Linked DNA regions of Mus musculus: region 1 is linked to region 2. A link is a contact called in public Hi-C data. All regions are on one chromosome and are shown on one strand. Each heading gives the region's core, a stretch centred on a gene start, on an enhancer-like site or on the middle of the called end of the contact. The rest is flanking DNA. Distances are from core to core; before and after follow the strand shown.

What was found. A called contact is a pair of places that touch in the nucleus more often than the background predicts.
Region 1: a contact with region 2 is called in a Hi-C map of bone marrow-derived macrophages, with 42 read pairs. The contact joins the promoter of Spint2 here to the enhancer-like site in region 2. A contact is called at or near these places in 15 of 39 promoter capture datasets (the 3T3-L1 cell line, 3T3-L1-derived adipocytes, the C10 cell line and 11 more), 3 of 484 Hi-C or Micro-C datasets (ECoMG myeloid progenitors and bone marrow-derived macrophages), 12 of 115 datasets of contacts at active chromatin or transcription factors (the SCID.adh cell line, T-cell acute lymphoblastic leukemia, acute myeloid leukemia and 6 more) and 4 of 9 other capture datasets (adipose tissue, liver, macrophages and 1 more).

What each region holds. Positions count from the first base shown.
Region 1 is chr7:29,277,745-29,283,803 of GRCm38.p6, forward strand. It overlaps Spint2 (serine protease inhibitor, Kunitz type 2), which reads right to left and starts at 4,233. Exons shown (of 7, transcript NM_011464.2): 1 at 3,768-4,233. The coding sequence starts at 3,873. Gm45977 (a long non-coding RNA gene) reads right to left here. Exons shown (of 4, transcript XR_003946629.1): 4 at 5,976-6,059.
Region 2 is chr7:29,108,143-29,115,111 of GRCm38.p6, forward strand. Ryr1 (ryanodine receptor 1, skeletal muscle) reads right to left here. Exons shown (of 106, transcript NM_009109.2): 7 at 6,966-6,969; 8 at 3,785-3,878; 9 at 3,262-3,336; 10 at 2,703-2,859; 11 at 2,369-2,533; 12 at 1,577-1,698; 13 at 1,058-1,253. Among named protein-coding and RNA genes, the nearest start is that of Ryr1, 14 kb to the right of the region's middle. Within about 2 kb of position 1,584, at least 40 of the 459 cell types and tissues checked have an H3K27ac peak or open chromatin away from gene starts, as enhancers often do. A contact at or near this core is called in craniofacial prominence, where this site is marked.

The DNA.
Region 1 (6,059 bases), core at 2,983-5,482, 170 kb after region 2:
ATGTAATCAGAGACTTGGGAAGTGTATCCTGTTTCACAAAGGTTCTTGGCTTTGGCCCATGGGTGCTGTGTGTGAAAACAGGCCTGTATTCTGCTCAGGTTCTATCAGACGCTCACACTGTCAGTTAATGCCCCCAAATTAAACACCTTAACATTACAAATCTCCAACTTTGGAAATCATACATTATTGCAGGTTATGACAGCCTTCTGGGGTGAGTCTCCATGGATCAGCGTTCCCTTGGTTGCCTGCCTTTCACATATAACCAACGGGCCACCTTTCTCACTGCCCTCAGCTACCAAGCCTGGCAATGTCAGATCACAGAACCTCAATCACACCCATGCACAGCCCTCAACAGCCTGCTGTCTCTACTTCCACCCAACTCTCACACCCTTTCATTTCTTCAATCTCCTTTCTGAACCTAAAAAAAAAAAAAAAAAAAGCCAAGATGGAGGTGCACACCTTTAATCCTAGCACTTGGAAGGCAGGGGTAGGTAGATCTGGGTCTGATGCCAGCCTGGTCTACAGAGTTCCAAGACAGCACAGAGAAACCCTGATTCAAAAAACAAAACACAAAAACCAGAAAGAATAAATTTAGTAAAAAAAAAAAAAAAAAAAAATTAAGATTTTATGTCTCAGGATTTTGCCTGTGTGCATATATCAAAACCTTGTACACACCTGATTCCTGAGAAAATCAAGAGGACATGGAACCAAGGATATGAATGGTTATGAGCCATCATGTGCTTAGTGGGAACTGAACCTGGATCCTCTGCAACAACCCTGAGCCATCTCTCCAGTCCCTATGAGCCTTCATGATACCTTTCTCAGCCGGGCATGGTGGCACACGCCTTCAATCCCAGGGAGGTAGAGGCAGTCGGATTTCTGAGTTCGAGGCCAGCCTGGTCTACAGAGTGAGTTCCAGGATAGCCAGGGCTACACAGAGAAACCCTGTCTCGGGGAAGAAAAAAAAAACCTTTCTCTAACAAGAACCTAGACCCGTGTTGGGATTGGTTCTAATGCTTTGTCTTATTTTGGCTACCAAAAGGTCCGCTAGCACGTAAGAATCCAGGAAAGTGGCCCAAGAGGTTGGATCTGAGGTAGCAGAGATGAAATATAGATTTTAAAGATATTAATTCAGGAATATCGGAGGTGGGTGTTTGTTAGTCTCAGGGAGGATTAGAAATATGCACCCGGGCTAGAGAGATAGCTCAGCAGTTAAGAGCACTGACTGCTCTTCCAGAGGTCTTGAGTTCAAATCCCAGAAACCACATGGTGGTTCACAACCATCTGTGATGAGATCTGATGCCCTCTTCTGGTGTGCCTGAACATAGCTACAGTGTATAATAAATCTTTATATATATGCGTGTATAAATTTTGCCAGCAGTGGTGGCACAAGCCTTTAATCCCAGAACTTGGGAGACAAGAGGCAGGCAGATTTCTGAGTTGAAGGCCAGCCTGGTCTACAGAGTTCCAGGACAGCCAGGGCTATACTGAAAAAAATCCTGAGAGAGTGGGAGAGGACCATCATCTAGCTAGTCAAAACATCAAAATTTGTGTGTGTGTTTCACTCTCAGAGGGCTCTGGCAGGTAGCTGGAAGAGTGACCCACAGGGAGCCAAAGTGGTTTAAATAAACTCACCACTACATCCCTGCTTCTAGACCCCTCTCCCTTCAACTCCCCCAAACCTCAAGGCAAAAAGATGTCATCAAGAGTAGAAGGTTCACTGCCTGCCACCTGCCATCTGCTGACCCACATCTGCTCCTCTCCACAGTCTTTATCTAGGCTGGGTTTACTTGTGGGGAGTTCCATTCAGACAAAGGAGCCTTGTTCTCTGTCTACCCTCCAATGACCTTGTCTTCCACATCACCTCAGTCTAACATGAACATTTACATTTCTTCAGGACCCCAGTGTCCTCACCTAGGCTCAGGGTCCACTCTATCTAATTTTCTAAGTCTTTCCTTCCAGAACCTCAACTGTAACAATCTGCTGACCATACCTGCCACCTTCCCACTGCCCCTCAGCTACTGGTGAAGATAAGAATCTATGAGCGGCCTTTTATAATCACTCCTGTCCAAGTTCCTCCACTTCCTTTGGTAGCACTATACAGCTAGAATGTGCCAGAGACATGCCTTTGTTTGCTGAGAAAAACCAGACACCCATCCAACCCAAAAAAAAAAAAAAAAAACCCAAAACCTATCAAAACTGGTGCCTCTGACAAAGCTGTTGAAGCTTTCAAACAAAGAGCCCTTGATATAAGTGAGGGCAGCAGTTCACCAGCCTGAAGGCCGGCGTACTTCAAAAAGGTCGGTAAGTCTAGTCCGTTCAGAAGGACACGGCCTAGCCAATCACTTTGTGTGACCTTCCAAAGGCCTATGATGTCACCACCACATCAGGCCGGTTCTAGGCTCAGACAACGCAAGAGCTTAGAAAAGCCATATCCACAGCCACAGGCCAGGTAACTTATAGACACAAGGCAACCTGGAGTCTGGCTATACTACAATGGTCAACCTCTGCACTTCTGACTCTGGATCACCAGGGCTGAGCCTCTCCCACCGGCCTGTGGCATTCTCCATAACTCTTGTTGTTGCCCTAGTCTTAGACACAGGAATAGACCATTCCTCAGAAGCTACCACACTCCCTGCTTTCTCTTTCACCAAATAGGTTGCCCACTAAGGACTTGGGCCTCGTGGCTGTGTCCACTTCTCCCCTTCCTGACTTCTGTTCCAGCCTTGGGGTGGGGGTGGGGTCTTTTCCTTGATCACAATCAATTTTACTCTAGACCCTCACTACTCCCTCCCACTACCTGGGACACTGGTCCCAAGGTCTTAGTATGGCTGCCACCTACTCATTCAATTGTTAGGATAGGTGCCACCCTCCTTAGAGTACTTCCTGAGTTAAGTACCCTTCACCATCTTCTATCACTGTTCTTATCCCGCTGTCTTCTAGTCACCGCTAGTCATTTAATCTTTGGCGAGTACTCTGCACGTTAAGTGTTCGCTCCCACTGGAATCCAAGCTCTGCGAATTCAGGAACCTGTCTAGTCTTGAGTCAGCCACGACCACCATTCTTACAGACCCTCAGCGGGGACTCAATTAAGTTTGCTCAATCAATGAATTCTTTCAAAAGAGATCTTTTCAAAGCTGGCTAGTGGTTGTCTGAAGCAGTTAAAAGTTGTAACGACTCCTAAAGACGCAAACCCCAGCTGCTGGGTGCCAATACTACACTCGGAGAACAGACGTTCCTGCATTGGCAGGCACCTTGGCAAAGCTCCTCCCTTCTACCAACCGCTGCTTCTCTTCTTCCTCGGGAGATCATGGGGCTGTTGCCATATGTGATATCAACAGGTGTCCGAAGTGCGTTTTCCCTGTACCCAAAGCGGCCAACAGGTCTCCCGAACAAATTTCCACCTCTGAGGCTTGAATGCGCCCCCCACCCCCACCCCAAGTCCCCGTCCCCACCCCGGGCTTTCTTTGGCCAAGCAATTTCCGCTTCGTTGAGCTCCTCACCCACTTCCAGTGCCACGCCTTCCTGGGTCAATACACCTCATCTCCCTCCCTTCCTCCTTCCTTCTGGAAGGGACACTTTGCTAACCCTTACGCCCCCGCGCTCGCGAGGCTCCTACCCTTCCTAGCCCGCCACCTGCAGGTCTGGCTCCACCGCCCATCCTCCCCAACCCCAAGGAGCCTGCGATCACTCTGCGCACCGAGTACCCCCACTTTCGCTGCGGCCTCCTCTATCCCCTGCTCCCGGATCCCCCGCCTGGCCCTCACCGTGGACGTCTAGTTCTCGGCTGGCCACCTGGGCCCCGGAGAGGAGCAGCGAAGCTACCAAGGCGAGGAGCGCCCGGCCCCGCCGCAGCTCACAAAGCTGCGCCATGACCTGCTGCCAGCGCCGCGCGCCAGGCCTCGAGCCGCCGGCCGTTGGGGTGTGGGGGTGGGGTCTCGCGAGCAGGTGCGGGAAAGCCCACGGCCGCGCACGCGCACTGCAGGTCCGCGGGCTCAGGTGCGGCTTCGCCCCGGAGTAGGACTTCGAGGCGCCCGGGTCCCCGGAAGCCCTTTTTTCTGGCTTTTGGCGCGTGCGACGCCTTAGTTGCCTCCCAACACGGTCCCTGGACTCGCGCGGCAACACTCTGCGACTCTTCCCCAGACTGTGAAAGCCTCCACCCGTCCGAGGAGTACTACGGCGAATGGCGGACGCAGGGACACAAGAGAAGGTGGCACCCAGGCTGGGGGTGGGGCGCACCTGGCGGGGCGGGGCAGATGCGGCGCAAGCGCGGAGGGCCCCGCACCTGGCTCTGCGGCCTGCACCTGGCACCGCCCCCGGCTCCTGGGAGGAGGCGTGGTTGGCATTGACCCCGCCCCAGCCGGACCTTGCGGGAGGCGTGGGTCTGTTGGCCACGACGTCCTTGCGCCTTCGTGCTTGCGCTGTGACTATGGCGAGAGAAACTTTTCGGAAACCTGTGGCTGTCTGCCCGCTCTGCTTTAGCGTTCCTTTAGGTGTGAGAGATATATCCTGCCTAAATTCCTCGTTCTCTGTGCCATAAACAAATGTCCCGGATTGAGCAGTGGCCAGGCCAGCTTGGCCTGTGTGTCGTCAAACAGGATCAGCCCGTAGTAGTGATGCGGAAGCAGAGGGAAGAGTGATCAGGAATGTGATGGTGAAATCCTACAGTTGAGTGAGCAGGGGTTGGGACAGTGAAAATCAGGGCATGATCAGAGCCCAGTTTCCTATTCAGTGCGACTGCCAGTTAGGCAGGGCACTGTCTGGAAAGAGGTGACAAGTCCTTAAAACTGCAGGTTTCTCTGGACCCCGTACAGGAAGACAAATACAAATATATAGAGGTGTTAGGGTGACGATCAGAAGCTTGCAAAGGATGAACAGACCTGAAAGGGGGAGGGACACGGGGACTGGACTAGGTACAACACCCAAAGGAGACTTACAAACCACTACCACAGAACCAGGGTGGGCTTCTGGAAAGAAGCTCCATTTAAACTGGATGAATGGAGGAGGGCTGACAGAGGAAGTAGAAGGCCGTTAGCAGAAGAATTAATGATCTCGTTATCATTGAAAATACTGCTCTTGGGCTGGCAAAGTGGCTAAGTAAATACAACTGCCACCAAACCTGATGACCAGATTCGCACCTGCTCGCAAGGTCACCCCCCACCACCACCCCCCAACGGCTGGAGGCCTGGCGTGCCCGGGTGCTCCACGCCTTGTTAGCTTCGCTGCTTCTCTCCGGGGCCCAGGCGGCCAGGAGATTCCTGGTGCAAACACGGTGGAAGAAGAGAACTGGCTTCCTGAAGTTCTCTGACCTCCACACTGTAGCCATGGCACCTGCCAGACCACACGAACACAGACACACACACACAGACACACACACACACACAGACACACACACACACACACACACACACACAAATAAATGTGTTTAAGAAAAATAAAATAGGGCTGGAGAGATGGCTCAGCGGTTAAGAGCACTGACTGCTCTTCTGAAGGTCCTGAGTTCAAATCCCAGCAACCACATGGTGGCTCACAACCATCTATAATAAGATCTGTCACCCTCTTCTGGTGTCTAAAGACAACTACAGTATACTTCATACAATAATAAATAAATCAAAAAAAAAAAAAAAAAAAGGAACTGACTGCTCTTCCAGAGGTCCTGAGTTCAATTCCCAGCAACCACATGGTGGCTCACAACCATCCAAAACGAGTAGCCGTCTTCAGATACTCCAGAAGAGGGCGTCAGATCTCGTTATGGATGGTTGTGAGCCACCATGTGGTTGCTGGGAATTTAACCCAGGACCTCTGGAAGGGCAGTCGGGTGCTCTTACCCACTGAGCAATCTCACCAGCCCCAATAAATCTTTTTTTAAAAAAGAAAAGAAAAAGAAAATAACGTCCTTATTACGGTAAACAAAGTAGGCCTGGTTGCGCAAGCCTGTACTCCCAGCACTCTGGATGTGGAAACAGAACTGGGATAGCTCATAGCCAACCCCAGTAACAAGCACCAACCCCTACCCTGAAGAACAAAAAGCAAAAAGAAAACCACCAGGTGTGGGGTGT
Region 2 (6,969 bases), core at 334-2,833:
TGGTTTTATGTTTTGTCTCAGTTTGTAGCCTTGGCTGGCCTGAAAATTCCTATATTCACCAGGCTGGGCCTTGAACTTACAGGGATCCTATCCTTCTGCCTCCTGCTCCTGACTTCCAAGTACTAGGATCAAAGACGTGCTTCAAGTTCAGCCATCTTATTTATTTATTTATTTATTTATTTATTTATTTATTTATTTAAGCTTTACGTTACTATTTTTAAATATATGTGAGCGAGAGGGTTTGTGTGTGTGAGCGTGGGTTCCTGTGGAGGCCAAAGGCACCTCTAGAGCTGGAGTTTAGGTGTTTGTGAGCCACTAGATATGGGTACTTGGAAACTGAACTTGAGTCCTCCGATACAGCTATACATTTCTTAACCACAGAGCCATCGCTCCAGCCTCCACCTCGTTTGTGTGCACGTGTGTGAGACAAGGTCTCTTCCTGTACCCACTTATCCGTACTGACTTACCTGACTTAATTCCACCCTGTCTGCAGTTTTGTTATTGTTACTATGCTCTTTCTTGCTCATTAGGAGAGGAGGCTATGCCTTAGTATAAACACATTCCCCGACCACTGACAGGGCAGCAGAGTCCCGGATCTCTTGTTCCACCCCTCTCGGGTCCTCCTAATCTGGCAGAGCCGAGCACCCCACACCTCTTCCCTTCACCTCTTCCCTTCTTGTTCTCCTAAAAGATGACTAATACCTCAGCCCAGTTGAGGTCCTCCCTATAATATCCTCCCAGATGTGCCAAGATCAGCCTCTATTACTGTATCCCTACACCCCACTCCAATACTGCCCTTCTCACCCGAAAAGGCCAGATCCCAGACTCCAACCCAGAAGCCCTATCTATCATTAGGAGCCACTGACTTGACCAAATGTTCACAGGGCTCCACCCCAAGTCTCCTTATTCTCACCCACCCTCAAGGCCCCGCCCATCAAACCGCCCACCCCCTCCTTGAGGCGGGGTCCTTCAGTTTCCTAACAGGCCCTGCCCTCTCTCGCGCTCCTCCCCTGACTTCGCCCCCTCCAAAATCCCACCCTTCAAGGCGCAGCTTTACCTCCTCCTGGAAGAGGCTCTGTCGGTTGCGCAGGCTGCGCAGCTTGGTCTGCTTCTCCTCGTGCTGCAGCTCCTCTGAAGGCGGCTCGAAGTAGCCAATGAGGTCCTGTAGGCTCAGGATGACGCCCTCGATGGGCAATGCTGACCCAGCCGGTGGCCCCGAGCCCCGTGGCTTCCCGCTGAAGCTATCGAGACCCCTGTGGGGACCACAGTGCTCAGGAGGGGTTGGGAACCACCACCGTGCTGGACTCCCACAGAGTTCCCACGGGAGGGGTGGGGGGAGAGGACAGGGAAATAGAAAGGCCTTGGCCCCTGTGTGTAGCAGGCATGGAAGGAAACGGGACTAGAGAGGACCAAGCAAGGGTTTGAGTGCTGGTGTGAAACTTAGGTGATGGTCGCGAACGTGAGGACGAAGGTCATGCATGTCTAAATCAGAAGTCAAAGGCTGTGGGTGCCAGAAGTCTCTGAGGAGGGCTTGTCAGGCGCATGCGTGGCTAGGAGCATGTGCGGGCGGGCTTACTTTATGAACTGGTTGTACAGGCCGGCAGTGCTGTATATCATCCGGGCAGCCTGGGACTCCTCCTGCTGGCATCGCGTCAGTGACAACGCATCATCCATGTGACCTTCCTGGTGCAGCATGGCCTGAGTGTGCAGACAACAGAGGGGTCAGGAAGGGTGGCCACCTGCTCTCTAGGGTGATGGGGATGGAACCTAGGGCTTCATGCATGCTACGAAGGTCCCACGCTGAAATACAGCCCCGGTGTTTTTTCTCTGGGGTCTTTTGAAATAGGGCTTCACTATGTAGTCCAGGCTGACTTCGAACTCACAGTCCTCCCTCTGCTTCTTGAGTGCTAGAGTTATTGGTGTGACCCACCAAGCCCTGCCAATAATTTATGAGTATTGTTTTCAGCCTGCTATTGTTTGGAAGATTCTTGTGGGGATTGGATGCCGGTTTGTGCAGCCGAGATGACCTGCAGAGGCCAGGCCTCTCTATCTATCGCACAGGTTCTAGGGATCAAAGTCAGGGCCAATGGGCTTGGCAGCAAGCTCCTCTAGCCACTGAGCCGTTTTCCTGACCCTTATTTATTTCTCTCTGTGTGTATGGCTCTCTAGTTTTCAATTTCTGTGTGTCTATATCCCTGCTTCTCTCTCTCTTCACACACATACATGCGCACACATACACGCACATGCACACATATACACCTCTTTTTGTCTACCCTAGTCTCATTATAAAGTTGTCAATAAGCTGGGTGATGAGCAGCATGACCCATCACTAGCCCTGTTCACACACACACCCCTTCCAGGAACCTACCTTCTTCTTGAGTACCCCAAGCCTCAGGGCCTTAGGGTCTGGGGCAGCATAGGTGAGCCACAGGCCTGAGGCCACATGCTGTACAAAGCAGAGCGACTCTCCATACTTGATCTCAGGGGGACCCATGCCCTCCACATCTCTCTTGGGGGCCACATCCAGCTTCTCCTACAGGGACAAGGGACAGAGGTCAGCCTTTTCGGCCTGGCATCATGGGAGACCCCAAGCAAGATCCTAGCTAATAGCTAGGAGGCTAGAGGGAAGCCAGGGCTGCAGGTGAGCAAGGGCACCCCCCCTACACACACACACACACACACACACACACACACACACCGACCTTGGAGATTCGGAAGCAAAAGGAAGTAGCCTTGGTGTGGGCCTTGCTGGCATCAACCACCACAAGGCCTTGGTCCTCAGTGAGCCCAAGGTACCTCCCTGTGGTCACATGTCTGATTCTTAGTGGCTGGCCCCAGCGGAGATGGCTTCCACTCCAGCTATGGACAGTGAGAGTGAGGAGAATCAGGAGACCCCTCCCTAGTAGCCATTAAGGTCATAGTCTTGGCTTGCAATTGCTCAGTCATCTCTCTTCTAGGGTTCCCTAGATCTTCCGTGTGACCCCTAAATCTTTCTTAGAGCCCCCTCCTCCTTGCTCAGCAGCTCCGGTCCTCTTGCCAGTCCCTGAACATTCTGCAGTGATCCCAGATATCTCCAGGGAGCCGGCTCTGCAGGAACCTCCCACCTCTCCCAAGGGCTTTTCCTCTAGGGCTCCAGGACCCCCGAGGACCTCCATCTCTCTCAGCCCCACTAGGTTGCCCCCTCCAAACCTTCCAGTATCTCCTTCATATCTCCTTCAAGACCCTTTCTCCCCTCCCAGGCTGCGCCTTGCCCCACCGCACCTGATTCTCAGCGGCTCTAGCCTCCATAGGGAGCGGGCATGAGTGCACACAGGCCCTCCCTCGTAGTAGACAAGTCTGGGGATATGGGAGAGAACAAGGTTAAGTGTGCAGACTCCAGTTCCTAGCCCTGTCCAGAGGGTCCGAGATATACACAAACAGCCCATGCATGGAAGGCTTGGTCCCCAGCCTCTAGGACTATTGGGGAGTGGTAGAACCTTTGGGAGGGTGCCTCCTGGAAAGAGGTTATGTCACTGCAATATTAGAACCTTGGCCCAATGTCATAAGGTAGAAACAGCCTCTGCCATATACTGTTACCATGATGTCCTGTGCCACCCACCTAAAGTAACAGGGGCCAAGCAATCATGGACTGAAACCATGAGCCAAAATAGCCTTTCCTTTTACTAAGTTGACTTTCTCGGGCATTTTGTCACAGTAACAGAAAACTAAACAGCACAAAGTCCCAACCAATCTTCCCCACCCCCAACACCCCTGGACCCCAGGTCTCCTTGTCCCAAGCCCAGACCTGCGTTGATCATCACTGTCAGAAGGGGAGATGGTCAAACATTCATCCATATGTCCATGAAAGAGGCGCAGGACGTGGCCTCCAGTCACAAAGCCTGAGGAAGATCAAGGAGAGGTGGTTGCTCTGAGGCAAGAACCCCAGAAAGACCTGGATGTCAGTGTGGAGTCGAGGGGTCCCATATCTCCCCTGGGGAAGGTTAGGGCAGGCCTGGGGAGTTGATGGTCTGTGATCTAGGCCGTGTCTAAGGACGGGAAAGTGAGGATGTGAGATTCGGGATCTGAGGTTGGAGACCACCCCGTAGGGATCTGGATATGACAGAATAAGGTCAGGGGACTTGGACTCTGTGACTTAGGGTTCTCTGGAGCTTTGAGAGTGGGGTCAGATTATTCAGTCAGAGGATTGGGGCTCCCTGCGGTTGGGGTCTGTGTTCTGAGGCCTGAGGTTTGGGTTTAGCGGTGCGATGGTTGGCTCTGAGGCTAGAGTTGTCGGTAAGAACTTCAATACTGAGTGTTAGTTTGAGGGAATCTCAGGCTGACATATGAGGCCAAGGTCCTGGGTTGTGGTCTCAGTTTGAGGCTGATCTCGGAAGTATAAGGTTGGAAAGGCCTGAGCTTTGTAGTTAAATGATGAGGGTACTGGAGAGGTGACGCAGCAACTAAGAGCACTTGCTGCCATTGCAGAGGAGCTGAGTCCTGTGCCTAGCACCCACGAAGCAGTTCAGACAGAACTGTCTGTCTACAACTCCAACTCCAGGGGATCCAACATGACCTCCTGGCCTCTGCAGGCACCAGGCACCACATGGTACACAAACATACACGCAGGCAAAACAGCCATACACATAAAAGTGTATTATATATTGTATCATATATTACATATATTTTATATTATATTATAAAGTATGTATTATATACCATGTAGTATATAAATATACAACATATAATATATTGTATATAATATAACATAAAATATATATATTAATCAGTTAATTAATATATCACATATAGCAATATATAATATGTGTTATGTTATATTATATATATTATAATATGTAATATATATTAGAGTTTCTTAGAAATCGGTGGGTCTGAGATTCAAAACTTGGGTATCAGTGGCTTAATTCTCATTTTGGTTCTGGTTTAAAATCCCGAGGTTGGAGTCAAAGCATAGGGTTATTTTCTGGAGTCTTACTATAAGACCTAAGATTGGAATTTTTGGTGGGTGCCTTTATTTTTTTTTCCTTGGTTTGTTTTTGGGGAAGTTTACATGTGGAATTTTGTGGTGGCTTTCCCTTTGTTCATCTGGGGCTTTCTGTGTACATGTTTGTATGTGCACGTGTGTGTAGTTATGCATGCAGGTGCTCATGCATATGTGTGCACATGCATGCGGAGGTCAGAGGTTAGCACTGGGTATGTCCCGCAAGCATTCTCCACTTTACTTTGGGGAGCATTAAACCTAGGGGACAGGTTTCTCATTGAGCTTGGAGCTCCCTGACCCAGCTCAACTGCTTGTCCAGGAAGCCCCAAGTTCGTGACACTGCGCCTGGCTTTTGATTTGTTTTGTTTATTTCAGGACAGGATTTCTCTGTGCAACAAGCCTGGCTGGAACTCTTTCTATAGACCAGGCTGGCCTCAAACTCAGAGATCAGCCTGCTTCTGCTTTCCAAGTGATGGGATTAAAGGCCTGCACCACCACCACCACTAGGCTTAAACCTATCTTTTTAAAAACATAGGTGCTCATTGCTCATTTCCCTGTAGTTCCACAGCAAAACCCTTACCAACTGAGCTATCTCCCTGGTCCCTGCGGCTTTGATGTGTGTATCTGTGTGTGTTTGTATGTGTGTGTGTTTGTGTGCTTGTGTATGTGTACATATATATGTGTGTATGGGTGCATATGTATGTGTGTATGGGTGTCTGTGTGTGCATATGTGTGTGTATATGGGTATCTGTGTGTGTGTGTGTGCGTTTTGCCTGCACGAATATCTTGCACTGCTTATGGACCCGGTATCCATAGAGACCGGAAGATGGTGTTGGATCCCTTGGAACTGAAGTTACAGAAGGCTGTGAGCTGCCCTGTGGGAGTTGGGAATCAAATCTGGGTCACCTGGGAAGAGCAGCCTGTGCTCTTGAATGCAGAGCCATCTCTCCAGCCTAGTTTTCTAGGGTTTGGTTGGTTAGTTATTTGGGAGGTGGGGGGTTGTTTTGTTTTGTTTTGCTTTGCTTTGCTTTGCTTTTTTACGAGTTCTGGGATTTTGTTTTTGGAGTGTTGTGGTTAAAATTTGAGTGTCTGGAGCCAGGCAGGCTTAGCAGGTAACAGCACTTGACACCAAGCCCGGTAACCTGAGCTCAGTCCTCACAGCCTACAGTAAAGAGAAGAACTGACCCCAGTACCCTACCCTCTGACCTTTACACGCATGTGCACGCCCCCCCCCCCCCCACACACACTTTAAGTAAAAGAGAGTCGACGGCTGGTAGGATAAAGTCGAGGTCTTAGCTGGGTCCTGGGTTAGGATCTGAGGTCTAGACTTCAGGTCTGAGAGCTGGAGCCTGAGGGCTTCGAAGCTGTGGATCTGAGTTTTCTGTGATCTGGGTCAGATTAGACCAGATTAAAAATACATAAAGGCAGGGTTATTAGATGCTGCTCCCACACCTGTTCACCAGTCCCAAGGGGTGGGGCCGGGGAAATCGCACACCAGGGGGTTTTCTAGTTTTTAGCCAAGGGGTGACGATGGGTCAGCTAGGAGCTGCGATTGTGCACCTATATATGATCCAAAGCTGAGCCCCTGAGCAGGCATTCTTGGGTGGGCTGCTGCAAACACAGAGGCAAGGGTGATGACATGTTAGCCAGGAGTTTTGTCCATGCAGACAGGGATTGGGAAAGGAAAGCAGACAGGGGTTTCCCAGTTTGTGTGGGGACAAATGGGGGTTCCAACCAAACACAAACCTCGAGGACTGAACTTGGTATGGGAGCTTTGAGATCTGCGTTTGGGAGTGGTACTGAGTGGATTTGGGGCCTAGAGACCTGGGGTTCTGGCTTCTGGTCAGTAAGAAATATGATGTGAAGGCCATAACTCGGAGATCTGAACTGTGAGATCCTAAGATTCAGTTTGGCATATCTCAGAAGGCACCATTGAAGACCTGTTTTGATGGCCTCATCTTAGGGACCAGAAGCCTGGAGTCCTCACCTTC